2 separate regions of the Mus musculus genome follow, and region 2 is linked to region 1. The links are chromatin contacts, called in public HiChIP or PLAC-seq maps. All regions are on one chromosome and are shown on one strand. The core of a region is the stretch at or near the end of the contact, and the rest is flanking DNA. Distances in the headings are between cores, read along the strand shown.

Evidence for each region. HiChIP or PLAC-seq counts read pairs in DNA pulled down with a chosen protein or histone mark.
Region 2: a contact with region 1 is called in a CTCF HiChIP or PLAC-seq map of the NIH/3T3 cell line, with 21 read pairs. The contact joins the promoter of Runx2os3 here to the enhancer-like site in region 1. A contact is called at or near these places in 4 of 39 promoter capture datasets (frontonasal cranial neural crest, maxillary cranial neural crest, pre-B cells and 1 more), 2 of 15 datasets of contacts at CTCF or cohesin (CD8 T cells and the NIH/3T3 cell line), 1 of 484 Hi-C or Micro-C datasets (the G1E-ER4 cell line) and 3 of 115 datasets of contacts at active chromatin or transcription factors (CD8 T cells, embryonic fibroblasts and embryonic stem cells).

The regions. Positions count from the first base shown.
Region 1 is chr17:44,526,601-44,529,246 of GRCm38.p6, forward strand. It overlaps a transcript of Runx2 not described here. Among named protein-coding and RNA genes, the nearest start is that of Runx2os3, 34 kb to the right of the region's middle. Within about 2 kb of position 1,336, at least 16 of the 459 cell types and tissues checked have an H3K27ac peak or open chromatin away from gene starts, as enhancers often do. A contact at or near this core is called in the NIH/3T3 cell line and embryonic fibroblasts, where this site is marked.
Region 2 is chr17:44,560,623-44,563,268 of GRCm38.p6, forward strand. Runx2os3 (a long non-coding RNA gene) reads left to right here and starts at 1,353. Exons shown (of 2, transcript XR_876810.3): 1 at 1,353-1,484; 2 at 1,930-2,089. It also overlaps a transcript of Runx2 not described here.

The DNA of each region.
Region 1 (2,646 bases), core at 86-2,585:
TTGTTTGGGGAAACATTGGCTGATACTGATCTGTCCCACCCTAGGGATTCGAACTTGCCAGAAACTTCCAACATTTTAAAGTTACTTGGACCGGCACCTTTTTTTTTTTTAAATTACTTGTAGACAACAACACCCAGAGTGTGACAGAAGAGGAAAATCAAATGGCATCTGCGTGCCCAGCATTTATGTGGCGTTATCAGGGTCATGGAGGAATGAATTCAGGTTTTCCTCCCCTAACCAGTAGCAGCAGGCGTACATTAGGATATTTTCTGAGACTTGGTCATAGGTCTCTGCTCATCCCTGCTATAATGTATTACTTAAAGTCAAAATCTTCCATCCATTCACCAGAATATATTGAGCATCCGATGAAACCCAGGGAAACAAGCTAGTAGTTAGGCAGGCTCTTCAAGTTCATCTCCCACCGGTCCCCATCACAAGGACTTCAAGAGAGGGCAGGGCATGTTCTTTCAGGAAAGACTGCATTGTCTTTCTTCCTCAAGTCCACGCAGAGTCAAATATGCTGATCACTCTTATCTATGCTGTGTGAGATGTGGCCATGCATCATTTGGCCTACTGAGTCAAGGTTGCCTTGTCCTACATCTTCAGAGACTTCAATATCTTCCCTCCTCCTCCTCCACCTCCTCCTCTTCTAAGCCCCACAGACTCTGCTGCTCCTCAGATCCTTCAGATCCATGTCCATCTCATCTTTCCTGACAGTCTCAGACCTTTTCCTCAGCACCTGATATGGGATCTGACAAGTAGAAATCCATGCAAGCATTTGTTGAATGGCCGATGGCATGCTGTGATGTTTGGAATGGGGAATAGCCACTGATGTGTTAATTCAGCATTGACCATTGGTGTGAGGACAGTACCACACTCATGCTTGGTCATCACTGGAGTCATAGGCAAGACAGACAGACAGACAGACAGACACACAGACAGACAGACAGACAGACAGACAGACAGACAGACAGACAGACAGAGACAGAGACAGAGAGAGGTGGGGATCAATGCTGGATCCCCATAGCCAAGCAGAGTTCAATTAGAGTCTACATGGACAGGCTGACTGCCATAGGAAAACCAACAAAACTAGTTTTATCTCAAATTTTGGCCTGTTATTTAAAAAAAAAAATCAAGTTTTCTAAGGAAATGTTTGAGCATTTATATCCCAGATGCCCTGCCCCTCCCCCCCCCCAAAAAGTTAACTCAGTGTGACTCGTAACTTAAATTCTTCTATGAGCATCCCCATCTCAGTTACAGTAAATATGGCTCATAGCAGACCAAATAGGCAAGCATCTTTGTCATCTTCCTTCACCAAAATGACCTGGGAACTCAACTCTCAGGAAGAAAGCCCTCTGGCATACAGATTAGATGCTGACCACAGGAGAGTATCTGTCAGTAGCTGTTAGACACTCCCTCTTTCCAGATCTCAAACTCCAATCTTTATTTATTAAAGAGAGAGCTATGCACCCACAAGGCTTAGACCTGTGCCAAGCTGACTAAAACTAACAAGAGCCCAAAGGGAACTAAGCACACACTTAGAGCCACACCGATCTTTCTACCAAACCTGGGCTATCATTTCCTAGTACACAACTAAGAGGATTTCTGATCCTGCTTGCTTTGGCCATCAAAACATCTTTGCATACCCTTCCTTTACCCATCCACTGGCTGGGTGCATACTGGCCTTGACCTTGGAGAAGACAGTCTCTTCTCTCTTAGCCTCCTCAGTTCCTGCTCCACCCCTGCATGTCCGGTCCTGACAAGAGCCACCCACACTCCAACCTGTGGGTAGCTCCCCCCCCCACTCCAAGGAGAAAACAAAACAAAGAACCAATCAAAAGCATGGCTGAAGATTAGATAGCAGATTTTAACCAGCTCAGAAGCCATGTCGAATTATCACCCAGTGCCTTATGACACATGACGACACCGTAACATTCAAAGATGAATGAAGGATGGCTGGCCTTCAGTGTCCCCCTACCTTGTCAAGGTACAGTGGCAAAGGGTTGCCCCTTCTCTGCCTTCTGGGCAGGAAGTCTTCTTCGGCTTTTGCATTCCATCCAAAAGACAAAAGAGGGGGTGGGTTTCTCTGAACCCTTGCCAGGCCGTACTGAGGTGGGTGTTGGGTCTTTTGAAACTGTCAGAGTGAGCATGCTTCTGATTATAGGGTTCCCAAGACTCTGAGCCAGCCTTTTTTTTTAAGCACATACATTTTCTTCCTGGACCAGAGCCACGTTGCTCTGGCTATGTTAATCCCCCCAGTAGTCACACTGCTTCCCAGGGCATCCAGGGAGTTGCTTGTTTTAGGGAAATCCTGTCAGTTTGAACTCGGTTCAAGAATGTGCCCAGAGTACTTCAGGCCAGGAGAAAAGAAGATTCTGCCTGGAGAGTTGAAAGTACTTGATAGTGTGGGGAGAGGTGATCTTGGAGTCAGGAAGTAATGAGTAGATTCAAGGAGTCAGTTAGCCCTATGGCCATCTGACCTGTGACCTTGGAGATGAACTCGCTACTGGAAGACTCTCAGAATGACTGACAGGTGAAGGTTGGTTTTATACTAGTGAGGCCAACTGAAGGGAAGGAACCTCCTCTTCTTATAGGTTCTCTGGGCCCCTGTTGGTGTCTGAGAGACAGACTTCTCAGTAGCGTCTA
Region 2 (2,646 bases), core at 103-2,602, 34 kb after region 1:
CCAACTTCAGAGCCACCTGCATGACACACAGACTCTATCCTCACAGTGATAGGCAAGTTAGAAATATCTTTTATAGCTAGACTTAAAGAGGGGCTGGAGAGATAACTCAGTGGTTAAGAGTACTTGCTGTCTAATCGTGGGGACCAGGGTTCAGATCCCAGCACCCACATAACAAGCCAATCACCTTCAAACATCTATAAGTCCTGCTTCGTGGGAGCTGGTGCCCTCTTCTAGCCTCTACACAAGTAGACATGAGCGCACTTGCACACCTGCACGCACGAATGTGTGTGCATACAAACACTAAACAATTAATTAACAAGCACCTGAATTTTAAAAACTCTTACTGGTATAAACTCTTTTCTCTATAAGTATTTTTTATGAAATGAGGTCTCACTCTATATAACCCAGGCTGACCTAGAACTCACTACACTGTTATCCAACATAGCCTCTATACCCACAGTAATCCATCTGCTTCAGCCCCTCCAACAGTGGAATTACAGGCATGTGTTACTGTGCCCAGCTCCTTGCTGGAAATCAGGTGTTCCCATGGAGAAAACACTTGAAGGATTAACATAGTCTCTCATACGGGAGAGGACAGTTCACCAAAACATATATAACAACATCAAGCAAATCCACTCGGGCTGTGGGGGCTAGACTGATTGATAGATGCAGGTGACGTCACAGGCCTTGATTGACTGATAGATGCAGGTGACGTCACAGGCCTTGATTGGCATAGCCTCAGCTTCTGTACACAACATTTCCCGGAACTCACTAGCCAGAGAGCAGATTTCCAGTATCCCTTTCCTACCTTCCCTTTACAAGTACAATTCTCAGAGTTCTTCTCTTTAATTTCCCCTCTCTTCTGGTTTCTACACCTCTCTTTAAAAATTACACACACACACACACACACACACATATGGTTAAATAAATATATTTAAATGTGTTTATACATGTGTATCTGTGTGTGGGTATATGCATGAATGCAGGTACCCATGATATCCAGAAGAGGATGTCAGACTCCAGGATACAAGAGATGCAGGCAGCTGTGGGCAACCTGACACGTTTCCTGGGAACTCCAGGTCTCTATAGGAGCAGTATGTGCTCTTGATCCCTGAGCCATTTTTCGAGACCCGGCTTCCTGCAACTTTGAGAGTATCTTTCAATCCCAGGTCTTTCTTCGGGCACCAGCTTTCTCCTTGCCTTTGTCTCTAGCCATCCTCCAAATCTCTCAATGAGCTGTTTGCGGACACCCTAAAAGAATACCTGTGCAACTTTAAGATGACATCTCAGTTTCTTCACAGTGAATTTCGATGTCACAGAGGACCTGCCGCCTGGCATTCTGTTTGCGAAGATTCCATTGTTCAATTATGGGAAATGTCTGCTGAATAACCTAGACAGCATAGCAGTGATGCTGTCAATCCCATTAGCCAAGCCAGGCTCCCTCTCCTCAGAGATACTGGAGCTTCATCTTTCTACTCAGATAAGTGAGATGCTGTGTTCCCAGGGGGGACTTGTTTCAGAATTGTTATTCCTCACAGGCAGATGGGATGAGTAGGCTGCTGGCTGATTTTTAGCCACACATATGCACATACATGCATTCATTGGGGGGGTCTCTGTGTCAAGGAAAAGACAGGACACTCTGCTCCTTTCCCTAGAGCTCATAGCTTTCTTCCCCCTGAAACTCACCCTTGGAAGAATTGCCTCTCGAAAGATCCCACAGATGAGACTTGGGAGATATGCAGATCCCACAGCGATGCCCTACAGTGAGCTGGAGATAAACTGAAGGGTGCCTTTAAGGGCCCCAAGGGAAGGACTTTGAGAAGGGAAGAAGGGATGGGAGGTGCAGAGGTGTGTTCCAAGGCTGTTGGGCTCAGAAGGGTCTGCCAGAAAGCTAAAGATCTAAGTCAAGACCTATGGTATCTCCTGCAGGAATCTCCAGGCACCTTGGGAGGATGGACAGTCTGGGCTCATTTGATGAAGAGTCTGCTGCAAGCTCATGGGGACTTGACTTCTGATCCCCAGAAGTCATGTAAAAGCCATGCATGGTGACACGCATCAGGAGCCTCTGATCTAGGAATGCAGAGCTAGGCAGGTCCCTAGGGCTCATTGGCCACCCAGCCACACAAAATAAGTCCCCATTTCAATGAGAGGCACCATCTCAAGAATAAAAATGAGGGGCAGAGCAGTTGAGAATGGCTCCCAAAGTCAACCTCTAGCCTATAACACTAACACACACACACACACACACACACACACACACACACACACACACACCCCACAGAGAGAGGGGTGGTATGTGTACCTCATGACACAAGACAGGATTTATTCTGGAGCAAACAGAGAACAAAGAAGTACCTGCTGTGCCCCACAGGATTTGGGGTCCTTCCTTGGGGTTATATCACAGGGACCATCTTGAAGGCGCACTGCCATCAAATGATGGACAGGCTCCTTCCTAAAGACTTCTATCCAACAGCTTTGTGTCACAGCAAAGCCAAGGTTTATGCAGAAAGCAACTAGTAGCTTGGTTAGAAAAGCCTCGCCTATGCTCTTTTCAGACACTTAGGCCATCTAAATTCCAGGACCCAAGTACAATAAAAATAGCAGAGGTGGGAGCCGTGCCTATGGGAAGAGATCATATCCTAAACT